Linked DNA regions of Mus musculus: region 2 is linked to region 1. A link is a contact called in public HiChIP or PLAC-seq data. All regions are on one chromosome and are shown on one strand. Each heading gives the region's core, a stretch centred on a gene start, on an enhancer-like site or on the middle of the called end of the contact. The rest is flanking DNA. Distances are from core to core; before and after follow the strand shown.

Region 1 (6,922 bases), core at 2,705-5,204:
TTTTTGCTCAGACAACTGAGCAAACTGTAAAGTGTTATTTTCACTGGGTAGGAACACCAGATTGGAGGAATGGAAGTTTCTCCATCTCATATGACAACATCCCAAGTACGACTACCCTGGGTAGAACACAGCAGCTATGAGCTAGCAGGACGTGGAGGAGCAGACCTTTGGTTGTCGGTGAGAATGCCATATTCTTTGGCATTCCACAGGTGTTCAATCTCAAAAAAACAGCAATATGGGTCAGGGAGATGTCTCAGTGGGAAAAGTGTTTGCTGTGTAAGCATGAGAGACTGAATTTGGATGATCAAAACCCTATGTAGAATCTGGGTGTGGCAGCGTGTGTTTATAATCCCAGTGCTGAGGTGGGGAGGGGGGCGGCAGAGACAGGTGGATCCCAGGAACTCCCAGGATCCAGGAGTGTTGCAGAACATTTATTGTAAGGGTCTATGCTTCACTGAAGAACGGTGTCCCGGACTTAAATAGTATGGAAAAGTGAAGAGTATTTTATTCTGTAGAAATCTAGCATGTTGGGGTCTCACATTCTAAGATGGCGACATCTTGTAGGTCCAATTTAAAGCATAGTGGGGGGATTCTGGGGTAGGTAACCTTTATCTTGTTCCATCTCTAGGGACATTCTAGAACCATTACTGGAGCATGGGGTCTGGAAACTGTTGTTGAGGAAGTCTGGAAACTGTCATTGACTCATTGTCCTTCCTTCAGGCCAGGTGGAGGGCAGCTTCTGATGGCAGGGCAGTTTCTGACTAGCTGCCTGAAACCTGAGCTTTTTTTCTAGTAACTGACTTCTATGGGCTTGCCTGGACTTGACTAGTTCTTAGGCCTAGTCTCCTGAACTGCCAGTTTGAAGCCTGTCATGGAGTCAGCCTAGCTTTCTTGTTATCAAATTGCAAAGCCCAGGAGCTTGAACTGTAAAAAGCTGTTTCTTACCGTGGTGTGGCTCAGCCTTTGATCCTAGAGCTTTGAATTCACTGTGTGCTGTGGCTCAGACCTAGCCCACACCTTTAATCCAAGAGCTAAATAAAGTCAATCCCAGGTGAAGAAGGAGAGCAAACAACCGGCTGACAGGGAGTGACATAAGTGAACAGAAGGGGGAGGGGTGTCTTTGTGTTGAAGGACATTTAGGCTTTCACCACAGTCTTCATTTGGTAAAATCGATGTTTGGGATTTAGTTTTTAAAACAACACAGGACCTATACAGTGTCGCCATAAAGATGAGATCCAAGTTTGGTGAAAGGTTTTATCTCAAGGCAAAACATTGGAAAATAATACCAGAAGACACCTGAATTCCTGCATTTGAACACATGTGAACATATACAGACACACTCACATGCATTTGCCATATACATACATATAAATACTTCATATATATACAAACATAATTTGCACCCCATACACCCTATGTGCAAACACATACATATATACCCCACATATATACCTCATATACACACCTATCTCCTATGTACACACACACACACACACACACACACACACACAAACCCCATGCATACACACACACACACAAACACACACACACACACACACACACCCCATGCATACACACACCCACACTTAAACACACATACACAAAGAAAAGAGAAGAAAAGAAAAGAAAAGAATTCAATACTATTAACATCAGTAATAACTTGAGCTCACTCATTTTGGGTTACAGCTGCCTGAAATGTGAAGTATAACCCTTGATAAAGAGTCACCTCTACAGTTCTTGGCCAGGAATAAGGATTCCTTGCTCAGAGAATAGTTAGTTACCTCTCTATGGGAACCAGGGGCTGAAATTGGTGTTGGTGCCTATGAGATGGTGTATAAGGTCTGAGATCCCTACAGTGGATCCTTTGTGGCCCTCAAGAGAGAGAGTTCCGAATGGAGGAGGAGCTAGAGGGGCTTTCCCATCAGCACAATATGTGGATGTCTATGATACTTCCTGAACTGATTCAGACATCAAGTGTTTGAGCATATTGACTAGGACCTAAGGATACACCCGGACAAAGAACCCCCCCCCCCCCGCCCCCACCCCCGCCCAAGTCTTGCCAGTTGAGACCATCAAGGATCTGATATGTCAGTGCCTAGATTTTCTCTTCTCTTCTCTTCTCTTCTCTTCTCTTCTCTTCTCTTCTCTTCTCTTCTCTTCTCTTCTCTTCTCTTCTCTTCTCTCCTCTCCTCTCCTCTCCTCTCCTCTCCTCTCCTCTCCTCTCCTCTCCTCTTCTCTTCTCTTCTTTCTTTTTTATTTTATTTCTTTTTTATTTTTTTGAAAATGTTAGCATTTAATTAACCTCCGTCGTGGCTTTTAAGCCACCAGAACACAGGCACCTCCAACACCTTTAATCTTCTCCAACTCTTCTGCTGAAGAATTTGGCCTTCACGATGACAGGTTGCTTAGGGAGCTTTCCCTTGCCCAGAACTTTGTAGTAGCCTGATCGAACAACATCAATGATGGGAGCAGCTCCAGTTTTGTTTTATGCTGCATTGACCCGCGTCTGCTCGCTGACCAAGGTCCACAATTTATCCGGGTTGACAGTTGGGCAGAAGCTCTGGTTCCTCTTTGAGTGGTAGTGCCAACTTTCCCAAAGTAAGCTAGATGATATTTGTCAGAGTTGATCCTGCGGTGATGCATGGATCCAGCCTTCCCGCAGCCTCCTGGGTGCTTGCAGTGCTTACCGATGCGGTCCTGGCCGTGGCTCACGTGACCCCGGAGCTTCCGGGTCTTCCTCAGTCTGGATGGCATGGTGGTACCGGGCAGAAAGGGAAAAGGGCTAGATTTTCTTCAAGCCAATAGAGTGATTCACAGAGACCTGAAGCCAGAAAAGCAACAATTGTGTAAGCATGGAGCACTGGCTGTATCTTTGAAGAAGTGTTTTGTGGAAAGCCTCTCTTCTGTGCAAACTCTGGAGCAGACCAGTTGGGCAAAATCTTTGATCAAATTGAGTTGCCTCCGGAAGACGAGTGGCCTCCTGAGGTAGTCCTGTCCAGGGGAACCTTTTCCCTTAGAGGGCCTTAGCTGGCGCAGTCAGTGGTGCCGGAGATGGAGGACTGGAGCTCAGCCGCTCCTGGAAATGCTGACTTTTAACCCACATAAGTGGATCTCTGCCTTTCGAGCTTTGCAGCACTCTTATCTGTACAAGGAAGAGGGTGACCCCGAGGGAGAAGTAGAATGGCTGTGGTCCCTGCTTCTGGACACGTAAGTGGAGAAGACCTCAATGAAAAGGCTGCTTCTGCTTTCCTCTGAGACTCCTCCAGCATTTTTCAGAGATGATTTAAGCCTTAAATGACATCCCCTGCTCCTCCTTATGAGGGTTACCCTCTTATCCTCCCATCTCTCTGCACTAAAGGGTGAGCATATGTTGTCTTCCTCCCTCCCTGACTTATACTGGGGTCCTTTCTCATACACGAAAACAAAACAAGACAAAGACAAATAAACGCATAAAAGAAAGATGAGTCTCCCCAAAGTTTGGTGCCTATGTGGGACAGACACAGCAGGAACACTGAGTCACTCACGTAATTTGATTCCTGGCAATGACAAGGTCTGAATAGGCTACTGCAGGGCACTCATGGTCTCTGGGAATTGATTGAGAAATGTGATATTTATTCTCTGGACACTCACATTGGAGTTGCCAGGTAGGAGGCATACAATACACTTACGCTTACAATAAGAGTAAGCAGAGATTTCACACAGAGTCCAGTGTCAAGAATGAGCAAGACAGGAGGCTGATGAAGGAAGCGTCTGCCTTTACAGTGAATGGTGAGGGGTACAACTGTTCTAGAAGGTGTTGTCTCCAGCTGAGCGACAAGGAAGAAAAGGAACGGCTCCTGCAAAGACCCGAAGGAATGTGCCGAGCAAAAGAACAGCATGAGAACTGAGTGTACGGTAGAGGAAGTGTCTGGAATGTTTGGGTCACGGAAGGGAGGCGTGGCAGGGACACAGCAATCAAATCGAGCAGGCCTGGGGCAGAGGTCACGCATGCTGGCAGGAGAAGAAAAGCACCTGGGAGTGCCTGTAGTCAGTCCAAAGTGTGTGTGTGTGTGTGTGTGTGTGTGTGTGTGTGTGTGTGTGTGTGTGGTGTGAGAAACTGACCGTTGAGGTTGGTCTGGTGCTTCTTCGTATTCAAATGTTAGATTCTGTACCCCAAGGTCTGCTTGACCGAAGAAGAGCGAATTCCCACGTACGCTAGCTTTTGTTGTGTAAACTTTGCCTCTCAAGTTGCTCCTGATTGGTTAATAAAGATGTCTACAGCCTGGGCTGGACAGAAGAGAGGGAGCTGGAGTGAGGGTTCACAGGCTGGGGGGCTCAGGTAGGGACCACGAGGGAGAAGAGAGTGAGGAGAGGGGGAGGAGAAGGCAGCCACCATGGGGTGGATCATGAGCACGTGGCCACGAGGGCTGGTCTGATGAATCAGGAACGGTGCAAATGGGGCAGATGCAAGTGTTTATGGGGATTGTGGTGGGGAAGCAGACAAGACAGCGTAGTGCTTTAAAGCTTATTATAATCTAAAGGTTTCTGTGTCTTTTATTTGGGGACTAAATGGTCTGAAGCAGGGTAGAAAACCCTAACAGATGTTAAAGGCAACAGTGTAGAATGCCCCTACACTGTTAACCATTACAATTGACAAGAAGGAAGACAGGCCTACTGGTTAGGAAGCCATGATAGCAACACAGGCAAGAGCTTCTGGTGCTCTGAACTGTGTGGCATCCATAGAGAGAAAAATGGGTGAAATGGAAGATATCTGGGGGCTCTCAGTGATACAGTATGTACTTGGGATATATGAGGCCCTGGGTTTGATCCTCACTATCAAATACAAACACAGATATGTGTAGATGTGTGTGTGTGTAAAATGGTGGCATGGCTAGGCTAGTGCTGTTACTGTCTAGGGGTCTTGGTCTGGTTCACTTTCTCTCCCAGCTAAAGAACTTACAGGTAGGAAAAAGTCAAGGGCAACAGGTACACAGGGAAGACTGAAAGAACAGCTAAGAAAGGCCTTTCCCAGGAGTAAGGAAGCACACACATACATCAGGCACAGGGACAATGACCCTCTGCAGACCAGAAGAGGCACCGGGGAAGTCTCTTCTTGAAGGCTTGCTCTTCCTGGCCTTGGCTAGCATCCCAGCTTTCTTGGGTCCCCAACAACAATGCCCCAATGTCAGCAGCAAGTAGTCATCCCTTATAATCAACAACAACAAAAAATCCTCTGGAACAAATGACTGACACATTGCAAGGGCCACGAAGGAGAAATGATATATGGCTTTAGAACTCATGGAATGTGGCCCACTGGTTATCAAAGCCACATGGGTGAGCCTCTGTGTGGCATGGCCCCAAGGACCACGTGTCCTGAAGACTTCATGTTAGGGAGTTTTACTCTGCTTGCTGCCTTCACACTCCTCTTTTTCTTGTCTTGTCTTGTCTTGTCTTGTCTTTTTTCTTTTCTTCTCTTTTTTTTCTGAGACAGGGTTTCTCTGTGTAGCCCTGGCTGGTCTGGAACTCACTCTGTAGACCAGGTTGGCCTTGAACTCAGAAATCTGCCTGCCTCTGCTCCCAAGAATACATGTGGGTTCTTGGGAATAATTTATTTTCTTTACCTGTACTACGTAATGTTATTTCTTGTAAAGGTATTGAGGAACATCCGTTTTTTTCATAGTCATTCACTAGAAGAAAACTAGAATGCAATCACATTGTAATTTTGTACTGCTTAAAAGATTTTGCTGGGATATATAAGGTATGGAAGAAAGAATAAAGTTTTGGGGTTGGAGCATTCCATCCATCCATCCATCCATCCATCCATCCATCCATCCACTATGTGTATGTATGTATATGTGTAAGGTTTATGTGAATGGGAGGTTAGAACACTATTCCTTTCACCCATCAACTATACATATGTATGTATGTATATATGTGAAGCTTGTCTGGTATATGTTGGAGTTTGCTCCATCCACCAATTGTGTGTACATATGTAGGTATGTGTACATATTGACACTCTCATGAGCAACTTCAAAAGTTCCAATTCCTCACACTCATATCTCTAGGGTTATTTTCTGGTGGTTTTTAAAAGAGATTTTATTTTTTAATGAAGTGTATATTTGTGTCTGTGTGTAGCTATGTGCTCATGGGTTCAAGTGTCCTAGGAAGGCAGAGGTATCAGATTTCCTAGACCTGGAGCAACAGGCAGTTGTGAGCCACTTGACGTGGGTGCTAGGAACTGAACTTGTGTCTTCTGGGAGAGTGGCTCATCTCTGATCCATCCTCTCAGGTCCTGATTCTGCAGATATTCGTTTGTTTGCTTCAGGCTTTCTCTATATAGCCCTGGTTGGCCTGGGGCTCTTTATACAATGGATAGCCCTCAGACTCACAGAGGTCTGCCTGCCTCTGCCTCCTGAGGAGTGGGACCGAAGGTGAGCACTTCGCAGAGAAGCAGAAGAGAAGTGTAGTATCCATTCCATTCTGTTGCTGTGGTTAGTATATGGTAGTACGCTGCAGGTCCAAATTAGAACTCTGCTCTGTATGAAATCGATTTTATATGTTGACTTCACTGGTACGGATGTCCAGATAGTGGGCAGAGCATTGTGTTTTGGTGTTTCTGAGAGGGTTTGTTCTAGAAGTAAGTAGAAACTAGAAAGCACTTGAGTCAGTTTGTTGAGCAAGAAGACCCACTCTTGCCTGCGTGGACAGACACCACCCCGAAAGCCTGCGTAAAACAAAACACAGGGAAAAGGAACATTCTCCCCCTCCCCCCAACCCCCTCTCCTTCTTCTTCTTTGGCTGGGTCTTTTGTAGCTCATGCTAGTCTGGACCTCACTATGAAGCAGAGGATGAATTACAACCTTCAGTGGAGGGACATCACATGTCTCTTGATGGGACTGTCAGACACTGCTGAGCACTAGGCATCAAGTTCATAACTCCAACA
Region 2 (6,922 bases), core at 1,854-4,353, 280 kb after region 1:
GACATTAGTGAACAGTAGTCACAATTTGTTTTTCCAAAGTGAAGTAGAAGAAGTAAGATGACAAACCAAAATCAAGCATAAGGTGTTGTGGGCCTCTATAAGTGTTCTGCTTCTGGAATATTTTGTTTGAGGTCTGGATCATCCACAGCAAAACTTCATGTTAGCTCCTCTTAACCACCAGCCCTGAAGCCACACCCATGGGGCCTCAGGGAGCAAAGGGGGAAGACAGAGAGGAGAGGGATGGTACACAGAGGCAGAGTGTGCCCTGCTGTGAACTGAATATACCTGATCTAGCCCAGTCTCTGCTGCCATAGTAGACATTTGGGAATAGCTGTGTGACACTCGGTGACAAAGGCAGGAGGCTGACACTAACTACAGCTCACTTGTCTGTCTTCTGTGCCACCTGCCATGTTCTTAGAACAATCACAGTATCTGTCATTTCCTTTATAAATGATTCAGTGAAAAGTGCTGGGCATTCGTCACCACAAACTGATTCTGAGGTTGAACTTTCTAGAAGCCAGATGCAAATATTTGGCAATTTCAAGCTTTTTTTTTTTTTGTCATTATTGACTTTTCTCCTTTATTTCTTTCCTCCCTTCCTTCCTTCCCTCCTTTCCTTCTCTTCTCTTCTCTTCTCTTCTCTTCTCTTCTCTTCTCTTCTCTTCTCTTCTCTTCTCTTCTCTCTCTCTCTCTCTCTCTCTCTCTCTCTCTCTCTCTCTCTCTCTCTCTTGAGAGTCTTACTATGTAGCTTAGGTTGGCCTCAAACTCATGGTAATCCTCCTGTTTCAGCCTCCTGAGTACAGGGGTTACAAACATGCTCCACCTTGTTCAGCTCTTGCTCGTATTGAGATAACCACCCCCAACTTCTGCTTGTCTCTTAACAGTCATCCAGCTATTACATACTTGATACCTTCAATGTGCAAAGTGTTGTAGGGACAGAAGAGGCTACAGTGAAGAGCCACCAAAGTTACAGCCTGTCTGGAGATTAAATTCTAGTAGTAATTATGAATAATTAATAAAATTTTACCTATTTAAGAATCGGAGTAAAGGCAGTAGTTAGAATGATTTGAAGAAAGCTATGGAGGAGAAGTTTGTTAGAGATAAAACTCATTCTAAAAGATGCCAATTGGAGGGACTTAGAGAGAAATGCAAGCAGGAAGACTCTACTTCTAGCCCTGTATAAAAACCTGGTTGGCAGCACATATCTATAACCTTGGTTCCGGGGAGGCAGAGATTGGTAAATCCCTGGAGCTCAGTGGCCAGGCAGCCTAGCTGAATTCATGCGCTCCAGGCCCCAGTGAGGAATCAGGTGTGTGTGTGTGTGTGTGTGTGTGTGTGTGTGTGTGTGTGTGTGTGTGTGTGTGTTAAGATGGCTTAGCAGCTAAGAGCAGGCACTGACTGCTCTTGTAAAGGACCCAAGTTTAGTCCCCAGTGTCCATGGCAGACACATAGCAAGTGCCTGTAACTCCAGCTTCAGGGGGATCAGATGCCACTGTGTGCAACCCTCCCCCACATAATTAAAAATAAAATAAATTTAAAACGTAAGGTGGACAGCCCCTGAGTGATACCTGAGGTTCACATCGGTTCTCTCCATGTACATGCATTGCACATGTATGTGGACCCATGTACATGTGAACACATGCATACACACTTGCACACACACAAATTATAGGAAATACTGAGAAGATGACAGCACTAGAATGGTAAGGAGCCCACTTGTGAAAGGTCTAGACTGTGAGTGTCCTAGGCTGGATGTCAATCAGGCACAAAAGCATGAGGAAGGCAAAGCCTGATCAACATAATGTTTGGAAGCAGCCCTTCCTGCTTTAGTTATATATTCATATTAAATATTGCATATTTAGCTACATATCTTCTCCATAGTTGCAGGAACAAAACAATAGAAAATCCTTTTTTAAAAATTTATGTTAATTTTAATAGTATACTTATATATTCTTATTATATTTTAAAATTATTAACCATTTTATATTAATTACTGAGTTCATTATAAATTCAATTTTGTCATAGTTGTGTAACTGTGAAGAAATATATTCAGACTATGTATATGTACACATAAAAGTTTCTATACTACATACAGTTTCCAATATCTACACAGTGTCTTTTTTTTCTTTTTTTATATGAATGCTCTTTTTTTAAAATTAGGTATTTTCTTCATTTACATTTCCAATGCTATCCCAAAAGCCCCCCCATATCCTCCCCCCCCAACTCCCCTACCCACCCATTCCCACTTTTTGGCCCTGGTGTTCCCCTGTACTGAGGCATATAAAGTTTGCAAGACCAAGGGGCCTCTCTTTCCAATGATGGCTGACTAGGCCATCTTCTGCTACATATGCAGCTAGAGACACGAGCTCCCGGGGGTACTGGTTAGTTCATATTGTTGTTCCACCTATAGGGTTGCAGACCCCTTTAGCTCCTTGGGTACTTTCTCTAGCTCCTCCATTGGGGACCCTGTGTTCCATTCAATAGCTGACTGTGAGCATCCACTTCTGTGTTTGCCAGGCACCGACATAGCCTCACAAGAGACAGCTATATCAGGGTCCTTTCAGCAAAATCTTGCTGGCGTATGCAATGGTGTCTGCATTTAGAGGCTGATTATGGGATGGATCCCCGGGTGCGGCAGTCTCTAGATGGTCCATCCTTTTATCTCAGCTCCAAAGAAAATCCTAATCACCTATTTTTTTGAAGTTGGGAGTTTCAGATGTATCGGAGTTCCATGGACTTTGGAGCAGTAATCGAAGTACCACAATCTATCTATTTGGACTTTGAGTCTCAGGGATCCACTCATTAGGGTACCTGACCCAAACCATCTTTAAGGATTCTGAGCCCCATTCAATAATGTCTTCTGAAAGCATGAGCAACACACTTGCTCACTTGCTACTAAAGTTTTGCAGGGAGTTCTATGAGTCCCCGGTAAGTCACCTAAAGCCACACTCTACCCTGTCACTATGTAACAAAATCATGATCGCCTCTTGGTTAGAACTGAGGACTTTTGGCAGCAGCGATTCTGTGTTTCCTGCTGGTCTGCAAACATGAGGAGCTCAACGTGACAGGGCAATAGGCATAGTTTAAATTCCGCTGAGAAGTCCCAGTCAGGCTCCTCTGATGCAAGCATTTCCCTCTGGGATCCAGGCCGGTAGAACAGTGCAGTCTGGTAGGATGTTTTGCAACAATGGAAATCTTCTGCGCTGTCCAACATTCTTGCTACTTTTTCATATGGCCATTGAACGCTTGAAATGTGCCAAGTATGAATGAGGAACTGAATCTTTAATTACACCTAAGGGTAAACACCCATGCATGGTTAGATGGCTACCCTTAGCTAGTGCATTTGTCTAGCGATGGAGGGAGAGGAAACACTCTTCCGATGAGTCACTCCAGCACACAGAGGGGTCATTTCTATTTCCACTCATCAGTTTCCAGACCCATGCATTCTTCATGCTATGCTTATTGGTTTGGGATGTATGATGCAGCCTAGAAGAGGATCCTGACTTTGCAGAACACAATCTTCAAGCTGATATCTTACCCAAAGCTTCAAGAAACCATTCCTTTACCCTGTCAAGTGACCAGTTCACTGGCAATGGATGATATAATTAAATCAGCAGTTGCTTTGGTCATTTTTCCCATTTCCCTGTGCATTTTGCTTAGTGAAAGTCTCAATTTGACTCTCCTTTTGGGTATTAGTATTGGCCAAGGATCTGGGGAAATTGATCTTAGTCAACATGAAGTTCTATTTCTAGGTGGAAGAGGTCCTGTTTAACTTGGTAGGTAGCTGGTGGCTTTCTCTGATGATATTATCTGTTCAAGGGTCTCTTTCATCTAACCGACTAGAAGTTTCATCTTAATGTTTAAATGTTCCTACTTCCTCCTGTTCTTACCAACACTCTCCTGCTATGTAATTTTATTATTTCTTAAAAAACTATGTGTATGTGTATGTGTATGTGTATGTGTATGTGTATGTGTATGTGTATGTGTATGTGTATGTGTATGTGTATGTGTATGTGTTTGTGTATGTGTATGTCTGTGAAGGGATGCACACATGCGTGCAAAGTTCACAGAGGCCAGAAGAGGCATCAGATCACCTGGAGCAGGCGTTGTAGGCAGTTGTAAACTGCCTTACATGAGTGGGTGTTGGGAACTGAACTTGGGTCTTCTGCAAGCGAAGCAGTACTTTTAATGTTAAGCCGTGTCTCCAGCCCCTGCTTCATCCTGTATCCTGCGGTTTAGATTTATATTTTCCTGATGGTTAAGAGGGCTGAGTATCTTTTCATGTACTTATTGGTCACTTGTATATCTTTGAAAAATAACTACTCAGAGCCCTTGCTACGTGGGGGTTTGGCAGTACGTGGGAGGTTGGCAGTATGTGGGTTGTTGTTGGTGGTACAGTGCTCTTCCTCTGTGCTGAATCCTTTCCTGATGATTTTCTCTGACACATAAAAGGTTGGGTTTTTTTCCCCCACATGTTTTATAATGGTCAATAATGACTGATTATTAATGGGTGCCAGCTCCAGTCAATTCATGTGTGTGTGTCTGTGTGTGTGTATGTGTGTGTGTGTGTGTGTATGTGAGTGTGTGCACATATGTGTGTATGTGTGCGTGTGTGTGTGTATATGTGTGCATGTGTGTGCGCATGTGTGTGTGTGCATGTAATTTTATGTCTATGAGTGTTTTGCCTGCATGTAAGTATGTGTTCCATGTGCATGAAGTGCTCGTGGAGACTAGAAGAGGGCACTGGAGTTATGGGCAGTTGTGAGCCTCCATGAGAGTGCTGGGAATTGTACCTATGTCTTCTGCAAGAGCAACAAGTGCTCTTAACCACTGAGTCATCTTTCACGCCCTTTGACTAAAAAAAAAATTAAATCTCCTCCTCAAACATCCGTTCTGTATATCCCTGTTCATCCCACTCCGAGCTATTGACCTCCCCTGTGCATGGGAATAATAAAATGCAGCAGAAACAAATCCCGCACACAGGAATGTCATGTGCAACAGTATCTTACTATTCCCACGGCTGAGCTGAATTCTACCTCACCGCCATTCCACCAATGGCAGAATAGTCAACTCTAAGTTTCTTTAGTAACCTGTTGTTGTTATTGGTCTTGTACTTTCAAACCTAGTGCATTCAGGGCTTTAGTCTTTCCTGAAATTTCCCTCCAAGTGGCCTTCCGTGTCTGAGGGCTTTGCATACTGTGATCTGGAAAAGTCCTACATTGCAGCTCTGAAAGCAGAAAAGCCTGAAAGAGTATATTCCTGGTCAACCTAGCTGCCGGTCTCTGCCTACAGCGCTGGGATGACAGGTATGAGCCACCACACCTGGCTTCTTACATATAAATGCCGGGGACTGAAACTCTTCACCATGCTTCCACTGAGAGAGCTTCATGAACCAAGCCATCTCCCAGGCCCTGGAAGTAGTGTTTCTTACTAAAAGGCAGCAGAATAGCATCCCTGACTAACACCATCCACTGTGGCAGTCAGCTCCTCCTCATCAAGGCTCACACACTGGTTCCCTTTGCAGAGAAATCCTTGCTAAGTCTTCAGGGTTTTAGTTTACTTATCTGTGTTTTCCCTCATTGCTTGGCATCTCCACAGTCTTGTTTCTTTAAGACCCTCAATGCATTCGTCAACTTCTGCATCAGGCCCAGAGGTGCTCACCATTTCCTTCCTCCTCTCCCTGCAGCACCCGCTTCTCCTCCTCTTTCTCTTTTTACTCCTCTTTCTCCTCCCTGTCCTTCATTTTCCCTCCTCATCTTCTTCTTCCAACTCCTCTCTATCATCCTCTCCTCTTCCCCTTACTCCTCTTTCCTTTCCTCTTCCTCCTCTCCCTCCTTCCCTTACTTCCCCCTCCCTCCCTCTTTCTCCTCTGGTTCTGAATTAGGATGCAGTGTGGCTAGTTCCCCATTGCTTCGTGTCACAGTGTCATAGATTTCTGGGGATTGTCTTTTTCACGTTTGTATTTTCCACTTTCTTTACAGCCATGCCTCTATTTTGTGCTTCTATTATGAGGGTCTGACAAATCCTCAGGCATGCGATACTTTTTGTTTTTAACTCTTCCAAGGAACTTTCATAGTTTCTTTAGGCACATTTCCATTTTGAGTTTGTGCAGGGTTCAGCCTGATGCTCCTTGTATCTTCAGATTCTATTGTAATGGGTTTCTGCCAGTGGATCTTGTTACCCAGGACTGCCATGTGCAGGCACAACATGTGGCCAGATCATACCACAGCTTGGTGCTAGCAGCTGGCATTGCTTCCTTTCAGGATATGTGTATCAGATGTTGTTCTTTTTGATAACTTTTTTTTCATTTTATTATTTTTGTATATGTGGGGCAGTGGGGCAGGGGCATGACTGTGCCACAAAGGCCATAAGACCATTAGGGGATCAGAGGACAGCTAGAGTTAGCTCTCTCTTTCTACCATTTGGTTCTGAGACCAACAACTCAGGCTTGGTAGCAAGTACCTTTACCTGCTCAATCATCTTGTCTGCCTTTTGGGTATACTACTTAAAATGGAATTGTTTTCTAACTTCAAATGTCTACTGTTCATTGCTGGTGGGTCTGCCCAGGCCTGCATGTTTCCCTTCCCTCTGGAATTTCTGTGTTGGAGCTTGTCACCTCTGAGGCAATGGTATCAGGAGTCAGGGTCTTTGGCGGTGGCTCCATACTCCTGGATGGATTTCCTGCTTTATAAAAGGGCTTGGGGGAGTAAGACTGGCTTTTACTACCTTCCCATCACATGAGTGCCCTGTAGCAAGATGGCCAGACACTGAATCAACAGACTCCATGATCTACAGAACTGTGAGACTCAAGCTTGTCACATAGACACACACACACACACACACACACACACACACACACACACACCACAAAAGGACAGTTGCTTGCAAAGCAGAAAGAGGGCGCTGTACTCTCTGGAGCTGG

Evidence for each region. HiChIP or PLAC-seq counts read pairs in DNA pulled down with a chosen protein or histone mark.
Region 2: a contact with region 1 is called in a FOXA1 HiChIP or PLAC-seq map of pancreatic cancer cells. The contact joins two enhancer-like sites. A contact is called at or near these places in 2 of 484 Hi-C or Micro-C datasets (nephron progenitors and ventral hippocampal neurons) and 1 of 115 datasets of contacts at active chromatin or transcription factors (pancreatic cancer cells).

Annotation. Positions count from the first base shown.
Region 1 is chr11:53,900,402-53,907,323 of GRCm38.p6, forward strand. No RefSeq gene overlaps it. Among named protein-coding and RNA genes, the nearest start is that of Slc22a5, 12 kb to the left of the region's middle. Within about 2 kb of position 3,955, at least 98 of the 459 cell types and tissues checked have an H3K27ac peak or open chromatin away from gene starts, as enhancers often do. A contact at or near this core is called in pancreatic cancer cells, where this site is marked.
Region 2 is chr11:54,178,753-54,185,674 of GRCm38.p6, forward strand. The region is part of intron 3 of Gm12223 (a long non-coding RNA gene); the gene reads left to right. The region is part of intron 2 of 4933405E24Rik (RIKEN cDNA 4933405E24 gene); the gene reads right to left. Among named protein-coding and RNA genes, the nearest start is that of 4933405E24Rik, 31 kb to the right of the region's middle. Within about 2 kb of position 3,104, at least 46 of the 459 cell types and tissues checked have an H3K27ac peak or open chromatin away from gene starts, as enhancers often do. A contact at or near this core is called in pancreatic cancer cells, where this site is marked.